Linked DNA regions of Mus musculus: regions 1, 2, 4, 5 and 6 are each linked to region 3. Evidence: chromatin contacts called from public capture Hi-C and promoter capture Hi-C data. All regions are on one chromosome and are shown on one strand. Each heading gives the region's core, a stretch centred on a gene start, on an enhancer-like site or on the middle of the called end of the contact. The rest is flanking DNA. Distances are from core to core; before and after follow the strand shown.

Evidence for each region. Promoter capture Hi-C pulls out the DNA fragments that hold promoters and counts their contacts. Capture Hi-C pulls out chosen DNA fragments and counts their contacts.
Region 1: a promoter capture Hi-C map of adipose tissue shows a contact between it and region 3. The contact joins the promoter of 1700019D03Rik here to the promoter of Ormdl1 in region 3. A contact is called at or near these places in 2 of 39 promoter capture datasets (the HPC-7 cell line and hippocampal neurons), 1 of 484 Hi-C or Micro-C datasets (embryonic stem cells), 2 of 115 datasets of contacts at active chromatin or transcription factors (astrocytes and large pre-B cells) and 3 of 9 other capture datasets (adipose tissue, liver and pancreatic islet).
Region 2: a promoter capture Hi-C map of hippocampal neurons shows a contact between it and region 3, with 5 times the contacts expected there. The contact joins the enhancer-like site here to the promoter of Ormdl1 in region 3. A contact is called at or near these places in 5 of 39 promoter capture datasets (cranial neural crest, hippocampal neurons, maxillary cranial neural crest and 2 more) and 1 of 9 other capture datasets (liver).
Region 4: a contact with region 3 is called in a promoter capture Hi-C map of the HPC-7 cell line. The contact joins the promoter of Inpp1 here to the promoter of Ormdl1 in region 3. A contact is called at or near these places in 9 of 39 promoter capture datasets (the C10 cell line, the HPC-7 cell line, hippocampal neurons and 3 more), 2 of 115 datasets of contacts at active chromatin or transcription factors (memory CD8 T cells and pancreatic cancer cells) and 1 of 9 other capture datasets (adipose tissue).
Region 5: a capture Hi-C map of embryonic stem cells shows a contact between it and region 3, with 2.6 times the contacts expected there. The contact joins the promoter of Stk17b here to the promoter of Ormdl1 in region 3. A contact is called at or near these places in 2 of 39 promoter capture datasets (erythroid cells and pre-B cells), 3 of 115 datasets of contacts at active chromatin or transcription factors (effector CD8 T cells, large pre-B cells and stem cell-derived neural progenitor cells) and 1 of 9 other capture datasets (embryonic stem cells).
Region 6: a promoter capture Hi-C map of pre-B cells shows a contact between it and region 3, with 2.5 times the contacts expected there. The contact joins the enhancer-like site here to the promoter of Ormdl1 in region 3. A contact is called at or near these places in 5 of 39 promoter capture datasets (the C10 cell line, hippocampal neurons, liver and 2 more) and 3 of 115 datasets of contacts at active chromatin or transcription factors (effector CD8 T cells, fibro-adipogenic progenitors and memory CD8 T cells).

The regions. Positions count from the first base shown.
Region 1 is chr1:52,951,142-52,954,115 of GRCm38.p6, forward strand. 1700019D03Rik (RIKEN cDNA 1700019D03 gene) reads right to left here and starts at 1,699. Exons shown (of 2, transcript NM_144953.3): 1 at 1,474-1,699.
Region 2 is chr1:52,985,469-52,988,168 of GRCm38.p6, forward strand. It overlaps a transcript of 1700019D03Rik not described here. Among named protein-coding and RNA genes, the nearest start is that of 1700019D03Rik, 34 kb to the left of the region's middle. Within about 2 kb of position 1,438, at least 20 of the 459 cell types and tissues checked have an H3K27ac peak or open chromatin away from gene starts, as enhancers often do. A contact at or near this core is called in hippocampal neurons, where this site is marked.
Region 3 is chr1:53,295,406-53,298,366 of GRCm38.p6, forward strand. Ormdl1 (ORM1-like 1 (S. cerevisiae)) reads left to right here and starts at 1,690. Exons shown (of 4, transcript NM_145517.4): 1 at 1,690-1,783. It overlaps Pms1 (PMS1 homolog 1, mismatch repair system component), which reads right to left and starts at 1,623. Exons shown (of 13, transcript NM_153556.2): 1 at 1,481-1,623.
Region 4 is chr1:52,816,233-52,819,154 of GRCm38.p6, forward strand. Inpp1 (inositol polyphosphate-1-phosphatase) reads right to left here and starts at 1,456. Exons shown (of 6, transcript NM_008384.2): 1 at 1,170-1,456.
Region 5 is chr1:53,783,939-53,786,638 of GRCm38.p6, forward strand. Stk17b (serine/threonine kinase 17b (apoptosis-inducing)) reads right to left here and starts at 1,277. Exons shown (of 8, transcript NM_133810.3): 1 at 1,136-1,277.
Region 6 is chr1:52,798,088-52,800,966 of GRCm38.p6, forward strand. It overlaps Inpp1 (inositol polyphosphate-1-phosphatase), which reads right to left. Exons shown (of 6, transcript NM_008384.2): 2 at 1,198-1,449. The coding sequence starts at 1,401. Among named protein-coding and RNA genes, the nearest start is that of Inpp1, 18 kb to the right of the region's middle. Within about 2 kb of position 1,489, at least 252 of the 459 cell types and tissues checked have an H3K27ac peak or open chromatin away from gene starts, as enhancers often do. A contact at or near this core is called in effector CD8 T cells, fibro-adipogenic progenitors, hippocampal neurons and 4 more, where this site is marked.

The DNA of each region.
Region 1 (2,974 bases), core at 449-2,948, 340 kb before region 3:
TAGAGGTTTAAAGTAATATAAACCAAGAGAGAAAGCGTTCCCCCTCAAAACCACCAAGCTGCACAGATTAAAGAGGAAGAAAGTCAGCTTGACAACAACAGGGACGTATGAGTTTTTAGTCAAGCTCAGAGTATTTGCTTGATGGTTTCAGGATAAGCTGATGTGTTTAACTCGAGTTTGGTTACTCATTAAAGAAAAGTAAAACATTCTGTCTCCCGAGCACCTGTATGCACTGTGTGGGTTAACAGTTTCATCCTTACAGCAGCCAGCTAAAGCAGACAGAAACTCTATCACCACACATCTTTCCTTTCTCTACTGTCTTCTCTGCTTTCTTTCTTTTTCTTTTCTTTACTTTTTTTTAGGGAGTGAGCTCCAAATTTAAAGTTTTAGACTTTCTTTTCAAAGAGAAGTAGACATCCTGAATGTAATCTTGGAAGTTGAAAGGTTGTTGGCTGGGGCAGGACTGAGGAGACACAAGCAGAAGTCAGCTCAGTGTAAACACGGCTTTTCTGACAGGAGCAGGATATAACTCCAAACACTGAGTTCCTCACACTGAAGTGGCCAATCAGAACCTGGCTTCTGGCAGCAGTGCTGTGTGGACAGCATACTGAAATTGCCTGAGGGCAGACCACAGTTTAAAGTACCCTTATTATCTCATAATGTACCTACAGTTATTTTTCTTACACAGCAAAAAGAAAAAAAGAAAGAAAAGAGTAAATATGAAGTTACTATTTTTCCCAGAACCTTTCTGCTATACTTAATACCATTTCCCATCCATACATACAAGATAGCTGTGTCAGGAAATAAAACCCCTTTCAAAGGAAAAACGGATTTTCTTGACTCGTGCTTAGCTATATTATCCCCCTGAAATTTTGCCAAAAATCTCCATCTCATATATACGGGCAGTGACGGATCTTTAAAAAGAGGTGGACAGTTTACCCACTAGTTTATGTTGTTTTGTTACCTTCAGTAAAAGATGGGGGAGGGGTCAAAACAGCAATAGAAGAGAAACGACTGGACTGCGTCTGGAGCTTTCTCTGGTAGCTGGGCTCCCACTGTCTATTCTTTCATTTCTCTTTCATTTGCATCATTTCCCCTCAGGATTCAGCCTCCCACAGCTTCCAAGAGTACAGACACTCTGCTAATCATGTGCCACTCAGCACAAGCCTGACAGCTTGACTTGTGCATGTAGTGTCCTTACCGGAAAACCTCCATTCATTCTTCAGGTGGGGAGGAGGATGAACCTGCATCTTGCAATGAGCAATGAAATACTTTAGTTTGTGGGCTCGGAACAAGATCAGAAGATGGAGCTAAAGGCTCAATTAAGGAACCTAGGATGTGAGGTTGTGTCCAGGACAGCTGGCTGTGAAATGTTAGATAAAATTAACTACTGCAACTCCGGCTTTCCTGGGTTGGAAAGTCAAAAGGTCACAGCATCGGAGCAGGACACCCACCTTCCAGATGTTCACTTACCCTACACTGCAGCGGGCCAGCTGCACCGCCATCGCAAGTCTGCGCGGCCTCGGCCGAGGAGGCGCGGGCGCTTGGCTGTTCTCATGCCCCTGGCCGCAGCCCGGGCTCCCAGGGTGGGTGCTGCCCCCCAGGGCGGGGCCTCAGGAAGGGAGCCGAAGCCTGAAAAGGTGCGGCATGGCCGGGCAGCAGAGACAACGTCTCCCCTGGAGTAGGGCGGACGTCCTTCGGCAGTGGTCCCGGCTCCTCCCCCTGCACCCCTCCTAATCCACCCCCCTCCTCCCAGAACTGCTCACGAGTTCGCGGCTCGCTCCCTGAAAGTGGAGCCAAGGGACCCGCGGCTACGGAGCACAACCCTCAGTGTTGGCACCGCCAGGGGCTACCCCTGCCCAACAGCATTGGGTTCCAAGCACAACCAAAGGGATCCGAAGTGCTGGGCCACAGCTCGCACTCCCACCCGGCAACCTATTCACACACGGCTCCACCTCCCCAGCAAGATCCAGACCACCAAGTATGAAAGCTAAGTGAGCTTGTATCTCCCTCTCCTGCCCCACATCCCCAGAGCCACCTGGACTGAGACATCACCTGATCTCTGTCCACGTGGGAGCAGGCGCGGCTCGTCCGGTGCTGCAGCGTGGCGCCAGCCCCGCAGGTGATCTCCTGTCACCTGCCCCGGGGCCCTCCCCTGAAGGCTGCGCTGCTCCAGTGCCAGTTTAGCAGTCAAACCTGTTTTGATCCCAACGCCACGCCTCGCAGCTCTACCCTAAGACACCACCAGACCTAAGTACTTTGCCCCAGTGCACTCGGAAGTGCACCAAGCACTTCTAAATTTAAAAATGCGTCCAGTATTGCACTTTTCTATCCCCGAGTACCCAAATATCGAAACGCTTGTTTCTCAAAACAAAACATCAAGAAAGATCATATTCTTACCCTTTAAGGAAACAAGCGCCTCAAAACATAGCCATTATTCAGTTAGACCTCATTCCATGAGATGCCTGCATCTGTCTGTGTGATTCCCATCGTCAGTAACCGCCCCAAGAGAATGACAAAAGAACCATTATTCCATCCTGTCCTACAATGGATTGTCAATGCAAAATTCATGCCCCAAGGGACCTCAGCAGAACTCTCTCAGTTCCTTGCTTTACAGATGCAGATGCTTAGGCTGAGCCCAGCCTTAGGATTGGGGGGAGGGGGGGGCGGGGATGCAGAGATGAGTGGATTCCTGAGAACCCACAGCCAAAGGGGCAACCTTCAGGTTTCATGAAGGACCCTGACTCAAGTAAATTAGGTCCAGAGCAGTTGAAGATGCTACCCAAGGGCACACACACACACACACACACACACACACACACTTCAGCACTTTCCTCTCTCCCCACTCCTAAAGAAAAGCCTGAAGCCTATAGGCTAACATAAACAGGGCCTTTTGGAGGTCCATTTCAGTAAAAAATTAACTCAGAGAGCAAAGGATCTAAGAAGTCCCTCCAGACCTAGCTCAGCTTTAAGT
Region 2 (2,700 bases), core at 188-2,687, 310 kb before region 3:
GTTTATAACAGCTATATTTATAATACCCAGAAGCTGTTAAGAACCCAGATGTCCTTCAACAGAGCAATGGACACAGAAAATGTGATACATTTATACAATGGAGTACTACTACTCAGCTATTAAAAACAATGACTTCATGAAAAATTTTAAGCAAATGGATAGAACTTGAAAATATCAACCTGAGTGAAGTAACTCTGTCACAAAAGAACACATGTGGTATGTAATATCCACTGATTAGTGGATATTAACCCAAAAGCTGGGAATACCAAAGATTCTAAGAAGAACAAAGACCAAAATGTGGATGCTTCATTGCCTTTTAGAAGGGTGAACAAAATACTCACAGGAGGAAATATGGAAACAAAGTGTGGAGACTGAAGGAAAGGCCATCCAGAGACTGCCCCACCTGGGAATCCATCCCATATAAATCCACCAAACTGGGACGCTACTATGAATGCCAGGAAGTGCTTGCTGATGGAAGTCTGATATTTCTGTCCCCTGAGAGGTTCTGACAGAGCCTGACAAATACAGACGTGGATGCTTGAAGCCAACTATTGGAGTGAGCTCTGGGGTCCCTGATGGAGGTGTTGGAAAAGGGACTGACGGAGCTGCAGGGATTTGCAGCCCCATGGAGGGAGCAACAGTGTCAATAGGGCAGACCCCCTAGAGCTCCCGGAGACTGGACCACCAACCAAAGAATACACGTGGAGCAACCCATGGCACTGGACACATATGTGGCAGAGGATGGCCTTGTTGGATATCAGTGGGAGGAGAGGCCCTTGGGCCTTGAGAGTGTTCGATGCCCCAGTGTAGGGGAATGCCAGGGCAGGAGGACTGGAGTGGGTGGGTGTGGGGGTGAACACTCTTGTAGAAGCAGGGGAAAAGGGGTGGGAAGGGGGAGTTCCAAAGGGAAGACTTGCCTGAAAAGTGGAAAGCATTTGAAATTTAAATAAAGAAAACATCGAATCAAAAAAACAGTTAAGGGGAACGGTGAGAAACAAAATAAGATCTTACAAGCTGCACAATGGTTTGTAAAATCTTTGTGTCTTGGGGTAAGTCACTTAACTTCGCTTGGTTTTAGATGGTCTAAAATTTGGTCCAAGGAACTGCCTCATGCTTCGCCCCCAATATCCCAAGGCCCCCAAACCCAGCTGGTTCTAAAAAGACAAACATGGACGAGGATGTAGAACAGGGCCCTGGGAAGGACATTAGCAGTCAGAGAGAACATCTCTCAAGCTAGATGGGAAGCCATACTGTCTGCAGGCAGGGCACTGAGGAGGAGGAAGCCCAGAGAGCAAGTGTTTCCAGCTCCAAGGTCTCCTCTAGGGGCGAGTCTGGTCTACTAGACTATTTATGGAGATGCTCTCCGGACCTAGTTAGCCCACAGGCTCTTTAGAATATCGGTGATTACACAGCACACAGCTCCCTGCCTCCTCATTTGCTTGTCAGCTTCTGTTTCTTGCTCACAGGATGGCTCTGTTCTCTTTTCTGACAGATGCTGCACCCTACCGAGTACTAAAATTAGAATATCCTATATATATATATATGAATCACCTCTCCTCTCATGACCTTAGAACAGCCTTTTGTTGTTCATATTGAAAACGGATTGTTTTAAAGAAAAAAGTCTAAAAAACCTGAAATGGGCTTTTATATTTAAAGAGGACAATTTAGTTGCTGGCATATAGCAAGTATTTACTGGCTTTTAAAAACGTGTTGATGGCTGGACATGAGTGTGTCAGTCAAACAGGTCATAAAGATACTCAAAATAATTTCCATTTTCTATATCAGTGTATAAAGATATTTAAAATTCATTTTTATTTTGTCTATATATTTTTTAATTATAAAAAATAATTTATGGATTCAATTTCCAATGGAAAAATTTCAGCATAAAAGAAGGGAAACTATAGCTTTTCACTATACAGCCTCACACTCGAGCAAAGAGTTAACTGTTACTCTGAAATTAATAGACTAATTAAATTACAAGATATGTAAAACAGTGCTCTACAGCTCTTACAGAACAAGACAAATGCACATACTGATTTATACCAAAGCAAAACCCATGCCAGTTAAGATAGATGCAGATTGATTCCATAAGTAGCACATACCAACTGCAGAACATTATGAGAAACCGGACTGCCACTGTGATGACTGATGCAGATATCCTTGTGTCCTTAGGTTAAAAGATGAATGCCCATGTTCAGAAACAGAACTGCATATATGCCAGCTCTTTTCGGCACAACTCTAGGAGATGTCATGCATAAACACCAGCATCCACCGAGTGGCATGCCCACAAGATGTGGATGGAAATATTGAAAAGCTACAGCTAGTCTTAGGATGGGCTTGCCAAGCTTCAGTGCTTATGTTATTAGAACACTTGCTTTGCTGTGTGAGTTTATACTGAGGTCTTAGCTTATTTGGCTTGTTTTGCAGCACATGTATCACAAAACCTGTGTGCATGGAGTATGTGAGTGCATATATGTATCCTGTAAATATATTTATATATTTAGCAATATATAAAAAAACTAGGTATCTGTGACAGGTAATGTGTGTATTAGTGACTGTAGTACAACTGAGGCACTCTCTAAAGCCATGTGAGAATCATAACTATGCATTATTTGTACAGTTGAAATATCCTAACTCCCACAGGTTTCTAGGTCACATGGCCAATCCCAGCAGAGGCAGCATGGGGGAACTCCAGAGCCA
Region 3 (2,961 bases), core at 440-2,939:
AACTTGCAGAAGATTACCATATTTCTAAGACATATGCATATTTTGGCTCAGAAGGCCACACCTCAATACTTTCCAAGCAAGCAAGTTAGAAATCTCAACAATACTGTAAGAATTCCCACCATATACATGGCACCTGCTCCTTCCTGAGTTTCTTAGAGCATTCTTCCTAATACCACTTCTGGTCAGCCCCTTAGTATTTCTCCTCTGAACGACTCCAATAACTACCAAATTGATATATGGATTTAAATATTTGTAAGTTGTTTCTATAATTAAAGTATCTTTGCTATCCTACTTTAAATTTTTAAGATTTTTCAACTGCTAAGTATGTTAAGTCCAAATTCCCTACTACCCTATCTCTCTAATTTCATCCCATTTTCCAAATGTACACACAGTACTAATCTGGTCACACTACAATGTGGCTCTCTTTACCTAGATGTGGTAGGATTTCCTGGGCCACATGACATTTTTCTGGGATGTCTTGTGTCAGTTCCCAAAACTCTTTTTCCATATTCCAATCTCCCAAGAGATTAGGCATCCCTTCGTTTTTTTAATTCAAACTCATAAATGGCTATTTTATTTATCTGTCCCTTCCTCTCTGGCTCATATTGCTTTGAGGGCAGTGAATGTATATTGAAAACATATTCAGGAATGTGGCATATTATTAAGGGGTGTGCACTTAAAGACCTCCTCTGAAAAGCCAGAGGGTTGATGTTCCAGCACACAACACATGGAGTGTGGGAAAAGAATTCATACCTAGTGAGGACAATCCTACTGTTGGAACAGTCCTAGTGTTAGAAAAGAAGTCATGTTTACTGAAGCCAATCAACAGTCCTGGAAGTATGCTGTGATCAGAAAGAGAAACTGATCTACAAAAGCAAAAAGATTAGAGAGCTTGGATTTTAGGGAGAAAACAGCAAATTTTACAACAGAATAAATCCAACCCAACCATCACACAGAACCAACACAAATAAAAGATACCTACACACACACACACACACACACACACACACACACGCACGCAAGCATTCTGTCAACTTTAAAATGTTTTTCAGAGTTATTTCTGAAATAAAACTCACAAAGTTTTATAAATACAAATCACCAAGGTTAAAAAAAAAAAAGTACTTTCAAAGATGATTTAGAAAGAGAATGGATTAATCAAATCTTTTTTTCCTCCCCTTCCTCATAGAGATGAACTTCTGGTATTCACATCTCTTCAGGATGTACACTGTCTTCATTGGGAATAACCACAAATTAATACCTTTTTGTGTGAGACAACGCACAGTGCTACAAGCCGCTACACTCTCTAGCAAGACAAAACTTTCCCACCTTGAACCCCAAGGGTCTGAGCTCCAACTACTGCCGAGCCAGCCCAGAGGCTTGAAACGCGTGCGCGCGAGCCCCGCAAATCCGCACCTAGCCCCGGGAGGCGCCTTCAGCCTCCCCGAGCATCACCGGGCACGCTCGTTCGCGGTGACACTACCTTCTAGCGCGCATTCACCACCCACAGCGGCAAGCACTCAGCAAACCCTGAGTTGCACGGCCTACTTCGCTGGACGTCCTTCGGACCGAAGCACGGCTGCGCTCAGCAGGACCCGCGCTCGCGCTCCTCTAAGGCCCGCCCACAGCAGGAAGTGGGATTGGCGCGGCTGGCAGCCAATCGGCTGCTCGCTAGAGCAGCTTGGCAGCCTTCCGGAAGCGGTGGGGCGCACCAGTAGCTCTAGCCAGAGGACCTACTGTGGCTGCCGCGGGAATTGTCCTGTGACCAGCCAGGAGCTGGCGGCCGGTAAGCTCGAAGGCTTCCTAGAGCTGCGGCACGGCCCAGAAGGCCTGCGGCAGAGCAGGTTCCTGCTGCCTCCGGGGCTCGCGCTGTGCACCCTAGGTGTCCGCAGGTGGTCGGCGCGCCGCGGAAGTGCAGCCGCGACTGGGGCGGTGGGTGTGCGCGGGCGGGGAGGGCCGGGTAGCGAAGCCTTTGCGGCACAACCTGCTGAGAAAGGGTTTCTAATCTAGCATAGGTGGCAATGTGAGGCTCTTTCCAGCGGGTTTGGGTTTTTAATTTTTTACGTTGTGTGGGATGTTCGAACTATTAAGCTTTAAAAGTGCATTATAGGTACTTGGTTATTATAGAAGCAAAATTTACGCGAGACTCTCCCTTAGTGTAACTTTCATCACTGCCTGTTCCATACATCTTGAGAAGCCGAAAGAACATTACACTCCAGAAACACTTGCGTAGCCGGGTGAAATTCCTTTCTTCAAACACTGCAATAGAAAGGATTTTAGGTATCTTTGAATAGAAGCTGAAATGTATTCTAGCGCATTTCCTTCTCTCAGACAACACCCATTTCAGTTTGATTGTAACAAAGTAAACTCTTAGGCCCCCCCAAAACTGTATGCTCACGACAATTGAGTACTAATACTAGAAATACTAATACTTAGTGTTTCTTCCTGAACATAAAAGGAGTAAGCGGGTGGGTGGGGGCGCGCGGAGGTAAATAAATAAATAAGTAGAGAGTTTGGCTAAAGAAATATTGAGAAAGATTCATGACTTTAACCTAGTTGTGGTACAAATTTGAACCCCTAACCCTATAAATTTTTCATTTTACATCAACAGCTTGTTATTTCTAGGTTCACTATTCAAATGGGGGCACACAGCCAGGCATTAGTGGCTTATACACTTGTAATCCCTCTACTCTACAGGAGGATACCTGTGAAAATGAGGACAGCCTGACCAACCTATACAGTGAAACCTTGTTTCAAGAGAGAGGGAGATCAAAGCAAAATGCTTTTGACCTCTGACTATGGCTAAAATGTTCCATTACATGTTAGCATCTTGCCACTCAGACTGGTTGAGCCAGTTCTGTCCCCCCACCCCCACACACACACATCTTTTTAAAATACTATTTTATTGGTGATTATTATATTTGACAAAACTAGCTCCACAGAGAAATAAAAGTAGTATGCGGA
Region 4 (2,922 bases), core at 206-2,705, 480 kb before region 3:
CTACAGAGTGAGAGTCTAAGGTGCAAGTGGTGGCTTAGTTCAAAAACTTGCAAAGAAGAGTTCTTAGTCTATTCAAAAACTGAAGTGTAACTTTATGTGTCTTACACAGTCTTCTTCATTGCTAAGAATTAACTGCAAAAGTATTATAAAAGTCCTTTAAATGTAAGTTCTTAAGAAAACAGCAAACAGGCACGTGCAGGGGTTAAAATCGGCTTTCCCGTTGCCTGTATTTTCCCTTTCATTCTGTACTTTCAGATGCCTGACTGAGGTCATCTTGCTAGTCCATCAGCCAAAAGTAGTCCCTGGGGTTGTTTTCTTCCTTAGATTGTTACCAGGTGGGTGGACCTAAGTCTTACCATCTGATTAAAACTGGGAATTAAGGGCAAGGAGCCAAAAAAGCAAAGCAAAACAAAACAAAACAGAAAGATTCATTCTGCATGGGATACATATATATTAAGAGTCCTGTCCGCACGGCCTCAAGCCGCAGTCCTTTTGACGCGAACACCCTCACACAGTGGGCAAACTTCCACGTGTTCCGGTCCTAGTTTTAAGGACAGAAATCTCCAAAGTACACACCGCGCTTGTTAACGTGTATTCCCTAGATTTTTCTTTCACACCTCATGTCTGACAGTCCATATGATTTTTACCAAAGCCAGGTTAGATAATTTAGATGACACCCTTCTATGCTGTCCACACCCACTGCCTAGACATGTCTCACAAAACCATACTTCAAAATGTAGAAAAAATATACCCCCGGACTGTTTAGTCTACACCCATCCAATGGGTCTCTAGAGACAGTCAACGTGGATCCACGTTAGAAGCATCTCTCAGGCAAACTGCTCCCCTACTTCTTGACAGCTACGCCACCTACCCGTGGAACCTGGGCCTCTGCTTCTGACCATTCTCAGATCACCTCATTCAACCTAGAGGCTAGTGGTAGGAATGGAAAGAACCGAGCAGAAGAAGCTACTCTGCGGGCGATTGGATTTCTTTCGGTGGCTTCTGCAGAGCTAAGGGGGCGGCGTGATCCGCGAGCTTAGCCTCTCGGTTCGGGGTTCGGGCTCTGTGTGGGTGGGCACGGGCAGGCCGGAGAGGCCTCGATGCAGCGACCCGGTACCTCGCAGGCCCAGGCGCCGAGGCCAGTAGCCTTCGGCCGGAGACCGACTCACCTGCCCTCTGCAGAGGCGATGGAGCGCGCGAGGCTCGCGGGGACCCAAATGCGCGGAGGTGGAGACGCTGGACACCGGGGAGGGGTGGCGAAAGCAGGAAAGCGGATTACCTAAGCGAGGATGCAGAGCCCCAAGGAGGATACAGCCTTTCCCAGAGAAACGGAAGAGGCGGAGGAGGGGCGAGAGAGGAGGAAGGGAGTGCCAACGCCTGGAGGTGGTCGCGCTGGGACCTGGCGCAATCCTCCTGTGGCGGGCACAGCCGGAGGGCAAGCCGCCAGGAAAACACCGGAGGTCACCGCAGCGAAGGCGGGGAGGCGCCCTGCCTCTCTTGGCTCCAGCAGTGCAGCCCAGTTTCTGCCAGGTCCCGGCCCCGCCTCTTTCCCCCGGGGCGGGTGGCCTCTTGCTTCTGGGGCGGGCGAGGGCATCCCACGCCAGCCAGCCTGAGTCTGGCCTCCGCGACGTCACAAGTGAAGCTTTGTCAATTTGCTTGAGAGGGCCAGAAAGGTCAGGGTTGCCTCAACCACAGTTCTTGGTGTGCATTGTTTCTTCAGAAGCACCCAAAAAGTCTTTGAGAATATTCCTCCTCCATTCATTTGAACCCTTGGTGTTATGGGTTTGACAGATGGTTTGAAGCTGTGAAGTTGGACTTCCTGCTAGAATGAGTCCCCCTGTTCTAATAGAAGCGTCTAGGTTCCTACATGTTTGTTTAGTCAAAGCAGTGTCTTCTGGACCTTATTAGTTGTGGGTCAAGGCCCAGCCAGGCAAGAAGCACATGTTGGGTGGGAAACTCATCTCTTGCTGCAACCCTTTTAAACTAATGCTCAGTGTGACTTAAAGATATAGTTGGGAGTGGTAGGTGGAAATAGAAATGGGTGGTGATGGACAAAGGGCAGCAAGGGTAAGAATTTTAAAAAGGGCAACATTCAACTTTGGGATAGAAGGGGCTCAGAGTCTCTGTGAGTGCTCTGGGCCCTTCTGTCCTGGTAAGATTTATCCGGCTTCCCTGTGATTTATTCTGTGGCTGGAACTGGGAAGCACTTCAACAATTCTAGCCTGCAGGCTTTCTCATCAACCTCTCCCCAAGCTCCCATTTATTTATGCGCAGTACTGCGATGGCACCTCACCCACTTCCATTCCCCATCCGCCTTCCATTCACTCACAGGTTCAGTGGATTCAGCCTTCTTTCTCACTTTTACTTTGTTTTGTTTTGTTTTTGGTAAGAGTCTCACTTTATAACCCTTGCTGGCCTCAAATTCGCTATCCTCCTGCTTCTGCCTTCTGGGTGCTGGGAGTACAGATGGGTGCTACCATGCCTAGATCCTCATATTGTCCTTTAGTTCCATTCTCTTAAGTCCATTCTTGGTGTTACAGCTGATATTAATTATGAAATCATATCCATGACAGCAAAATCAAGGAATAATATAAATGTGACATTTACCATAAGGAAATGGGAGTAGATTTGTATCTAGGAGCAGAACTGGGGAGGGGCTAGAGTAGGAGCTATGACTCTAGCCCATTTCTCTGCAGGTGCAGAGACCACCCTACAATACGTATCTCACTGGATCACTTGCTTGCTCTGATCTCTATTAACACTTGGAGCAAACTGCTGGTGATCAAGGCACATTTCCTCCTCCTCACTGTCAACTTTGCCACTCACACTTAGTGACCCTTTTACCAAACCGGATCTAGATGTCAATCCACAAACTTTTAGAATTCCATGTTTATGGCTGCCATTGCTATTGCAGCAGTCTCT
Region 5 (2,700 bases), core at 27-2,526, 490 kb after region 3:
ATAGTAAACCTTCATTCCAGAAAATTATCTAAAATGTATGTGTATCTCAAAAAAACCAATTACTTGAAATATTAAAACTACCAAAAAATTAAATTAATATCAAAAAGATTAGGTGAAAAGACAGGTCTAAAATTTGGTCACGATTTCCATGGACTAGTGTTTTTTAATATACACAATTTTAAGGCACTGTGATTCAATTTTTATGAAGTTGTTGAAAACCATTTCTGGGCATCTCACTGTGAAGACTGTACCAATGAGAAAGGAGTTTATATCTCTCCATAATAAAACTGTGCTCCTGGAGTTCTAAATTCCATGTTACATATGCCTCCACTTGCCTCGTTACCTCTGCAGACCTTGCTGCTCAAGGCACAGCCTCTCTCCCAGTCTTGAACACTTAAAAAGTCCACACGGTATCAAACCTGCCGGCGAGGTTCGGTGTTATCGGTACCATGTATGTAAACATGACGTCAGCCAAACCCTCAGTGAATGTCACACTGCAAGCTAATGATTATGGTTGAAATTCCTAGGCTTTCAGAAGTATTTCTTAATTCCAACTTGCAAGCTGAAGCCAGCGCTTCTCTAGTCCCAGCACAGCCACGGCCACTAGCCACCAGCCGGCCGGCCGTGAAGTTTCTTTCAACTTTGTCTCCACTCATCTATATCCCGAGAGTGAAGCCAAATTAAGCGCTTTTCCCACGGTAAGGCCGAGTCGGGATAAAGATCCAGACCGTGGCCATGATGTGGCTGTCTAGTCTGAGGATGGGTCACAAGTACAGAAGAATTCCCACTGCTTTAAAGCCAAAAAGTCACGGAAACAGCTGTGGCTCCCCACGCCGGGACTGACAGCGGCCCACGCGATGACCGCAAAGTTTCTCCCAGGCTGCTGGCCGGACGCGTCCACCCGCCCCGACGTGAAGGCGTCCCGCGCCCACAGCACGCGAGCCCCGGAGCCACCCGGAGGACCACGTCGAGACGCCGCGGAGGCTATCGGGCATGGCCGCGCTCAGGGACGCCGGCTCTGGCCTTCGGGCTCGCCGCAGGGTCCCCGCGCCCCCACACCGACCGCTCCGCCGCAGCTCCGCGCCGTCGCGGGTTCTGCCCTCCCTCCGACCGGGCCACGGCTACACGGGCTCACCTCGCACTCTTCCCCACAACGGCTGGTCGCCGTCAGCCAGGCCCCTGTGAGGCGACTCCCGGCGGCGACCGCACAGACGCTGACCGACGCTTCTTACAGTTGAGGTTTGAAAAGTGCAGCCGCGTCTGGGACACTGTACTTCGACACAGACTCCGCCCTCTGCTGCCCAAGAGCCAATCGGAGCGATTACGGAGGGTGGGGTTGTCACGTGGGGGCGGGGCGGGGCGGCGGCCGGCAGCGCGTGCTGTGAGGCCGGGCCTCAGGAGGGGGGCGGGGAGTGGGCGGAGCGCCGAGCGCCTGAAGACTTGGTTGCTGGATGTAGCCTAGAACTGGACAGTGTGCAGGCCGGGTTGGGGGGGGGGGGGGGTCCGCGCCTCTTTTCCCACTTTTTCCACCTTCAGAGTAGTTCCGGGATGTGTAAGTATCGGGACACAAGAGATGAAAGAAGCCGATGTCCGGGCTCTTTGACTTGTGATGATTAAAGTTCTGTGTTTCAAATCTTCCTTGTCCTCTTCCTTACCTCCTGAACCTACCCTACAAATAGAGATTCCAGCTTGCTATGGGTTCTTGAAGCCATAAATAGGACTCCAGGATCCTAGTCTCTACAGCTGGATGTCTTAAGACACTAACTAGCTCAAGACACTGTAGGAGAATCTGAAGATGAACTAATTGCTGGTTTACTGTGGTAGGGGAAATGAGGAAAACTTGTACCTGCTCAATGCCCATTGCTACTTTCTTTCTTTCTTTCTTTCTTTCTTTCTTTCTTTCTTTCTTTCTTTCTTTCTTTCTTTCTTTCTTTCTTTCTTTCTTTCTTTCTTCCTCCCTCCCTCCCTCCCTCCCTCCCTCCCTCCCTCTCTCTCTCTCTCTCTCTCTCTCTCTCTTTCTTTCTTAGCAGTGTTAGAACACAGGGCCTTTCACATGCTTAGCAAGGGTTCCACTTCTAAGTTCCACCCCCAGGCCCCCAGATCTGTTAACTATTGAAGACTGTTTAAAAACTGAAAGTTTCGTGCTAGATACAGTAGGTTTACATACATATAAGATCCTAGGTTACTTATACGTTTATATGTAGCATCTACACATAGAATCTAGAACTGCTGAAGGGTACTTTTTTAGTAGGTATAAAAAACTATTGGGAAAAATTCTGTGAGTGGAACTCTCTTGCTTTTAGAACATCTTAGCAACCATTTTATGTTCTTCCCCTGTCACATTTAACCAAGATTTCTTCAAGCCATCTGCTTGCCCTTCCAAGCAGTGTATGTCCCAGGACACATGCATTTAAAGTTATCAAAACCATTTCATGAGGTCTGTGTTGTTATTTAGACAGGCCTCAGTATAATGTATTGATTCTTTAAGTGTTGTCAAATGGATAATGTTGCATCTTTTTAGCCAGGGAAGCATAAATGTTAAGGTGTCCACAAACCAATGAGATTGTTCCCATACTTTCTTCCAGGAAACAGCAGCTGCATCCAAAAGTGTCAGTACCAAGGCTTAGCCAGTGCCCTCTTGGAGTTCCTTGTGATCGTTTTTGGTGTTTAGATGTTTGTAACTGTTTTAAACTTAAACAA
Region 6 (2,879 bases), core at 239-2,738, 500 kb before region 3:
TAAAGCAGCTCAAATGGAAAGTATTTGTTTAATAAATTCTGGCATTACTTCATGAACAATTGCCTGGGCTTGTTCTATTGTTTAGAGGCACATATCAACCCATAAAATGTTGACATATATCCAGTCCAGTTGCCCAACCCGCCTTTGTATCCAAGGGTCTCCACTGGTAACAACAGAAAACAAGCTTCCTTCATTTAGCTCACCAAAGCCAGGTAGTAAAGGGCATGAAAAAATATATAGTCTATGGAGATTTTGTATAATTCATGTATTCTCTTCTCACACTGGTGGTCAAGATTTTACTGAATTCTACAGTAGTCCTCAGGTTTAAAAAGTTCAATAAAGATATTGAAGTGTTTTATATTATTTTCTATCATAAAGTTCCATCCTCCCAAATTTAAAAAAAAAAAAAAGAAGGTGGGGCGAGTTATATAAAAGACGACAGAATGCCCAGTGACACAGACTTAGAAACCATTTCCTATGTTGAAGAACTCAAGCTGTCATGCTGGGCAGCGTCAATTCAGGCAACTTACTCCAGCTCTCTGTGACAGCTTCATCCCAGTAGAACAATGGCTCTAACCTTACAGAATTCTTATAGGGGTAACAAAGTCAAGTCCATGCAGCCTCAGTGAGCACTGCTTGCTGGTGTTACTGCTACGACTCAAGAAGCCTGGCTTTTTCTAGCCATTTCCACACATAGAATCACAATCAGTGTTTGTCATGACCATATTTTTATAGTAGAATAAAGGGAGAGTTCGCCTAATTCCAAGCCCATAACCAAAGCAAAACATTAGATAAATGGTTTAGCTGAGAAGCCAAACACTGCTCTGAAATAAGTGGGTCAGAGCGTGGACACACAGAAGGAAGCGTCAGTGGCCCTCGGGAGCATGTAGCTCAGTGTGCTCTGGTGCAGAGAGCATATATTATTTATTAACAAGAAACCCATCAATAAGTAAGAGGGTCAATACCATATACTCAGGTTAGGAATCTGAGCACTCTCATCCTGTTTGCTTTTCTATACTTCAATGATTTCCTGCAAAGACCATTTTAATACTGTAATAAAAATAAGGCAAGGCTGCAAGGTGTTTGTTTGGACCTAAGAGAACATAAGAGTCAGTAAAAGGCCTGCTGTTTATTCTGAGGGAACCAGAGGAAGCACGGAGGCAGGTGTCCTGCAGCCACCGTGGCCTGACCTCTTACCTTGTTTTCCATGTTCTGTTTTATAACTTCCTGCACCAGCACATCCGCCAGGGTCTTGAAATCTGCAGCAAACTTCTTGTTCTTCTCTGCACCTTTCTTCTCCTCAATGAGCAGCTGGAAGAGGGTCTCCTGCTGCCTGCACGCCCTGGCGATGTTAGCAGCCTTCTCGGAGACACAGAGCAGCTCCAGGAGGATGTCTGACATTTCTAAAGCCTGCTTCTTTCTCAGCCTCACCCACCCTCTGGCTCACAGCTGCAAGAACACAAGAATATGAAAGAGAAAGCAGTTCAGGGATGATGTCAGGGCGTCTCTCCCACTAACACATAGCTGGCAGCAACCTGTCAGGGAAGCTGACCTGCTAGTGAGTCACCGCACATTTTCAGCGTGCAAGACTGCAGTTACAATCTAAAGATTGAAACAAACGTATTTCTCAAAAGTCTTGTAAACCAATTACACTCTTAAAGAAACTGAATGTTCAGTGAAAGAAAAAGAAAAAGCCTTGAATTAGAATTTATGTTACAGGGCCATAGCAAGACAGAGTGTCACGACGTCCGAGGAAAGGCAGATTGCTACAAGGTCCTTAATCATGACACAGCTTTATCTCAATTACATTGACGTAATTCTCTTCTCTGTGAGAATGGTGAGGGATGACAATCATGCTGCCAGATCCATGTGCTAAGTGGATGAGCAGCAGGCATTGTGTCTTCCAGACTCTGAGGCCGGTCTTGGGCAAGCACTATAAAGCAGCTCACAGCCAACTCCACTCAAACATTCCAGGGACATATTCCATCTGCCACCAAGTAGCAGCCTACACACCAAAGCAAGGGGACTTACACCTTGTTGGACTTGAGAAGTTCTGTCTTCTAAGAACCATGTAGTATGCCTACATCATTATTTCTATTCTTTATTTCTTCTCTCTCTCTCTCTCTCCCTCTCTCTCTCTCTCTCTCTTTCTTTCTTTCTTTCTAGACCTGGCTGTCCTGGAACTCATTCTGTAGACCAGGGTAGCCTGGAACTCAAAAGATTCGTCTGCGTCTGCCTCCCAAATGCTAGGGCTAAAGGTGTGTGCACCACACCTGGCTCCTATCTACTGGTGCTGCCTCAAAATGCTTCTGTGGTCCTCTTCCTGTTCAAAGCCTGAGTCGTTCTGCTTCCTCTGTCGTGAGATTACCCTGCCCTGTGTGACATACAGTTTGGAAACGGAAGCTTAGAGGGTTGAGCAACTTCTAAAAAAGGTTACACAAGACTAAAACATGGGGCTCAGAACTGCCCCCACACACCCCACATCAGGTTTCTTTATTATCACAACAGTTTCCTCTATGAAAAGAAGCTTGAGGCTGGGAACCACTCAGCTGTGAAAACACTGATGTGGGGGTGTGGCAAACTGTTAGAGCCTGCTTGTCTTAAGTCTGTTCAAAAAACAATTTTTTTTTCTTCCTGAGGAAATATGTTCCTCAACAGAAATAAAGGAAAGATGACCAACACGGAGAGATGTCCCTTGTCACAACTGCAGTTGCTTTACTGCCAGTGGTCGTCTCTGGAAGGCAGTAGTAGACAGGTGCTAACTCCCTGACACTGGAAACACACAGGCTTCCAGGGAGCTGCTGTCATAACTGTACCAAATCCCACCCAGGGCCCTCTTTCCTCAGTCAGTAACCTTAAGTCTTTCCCTAATCTCTGGT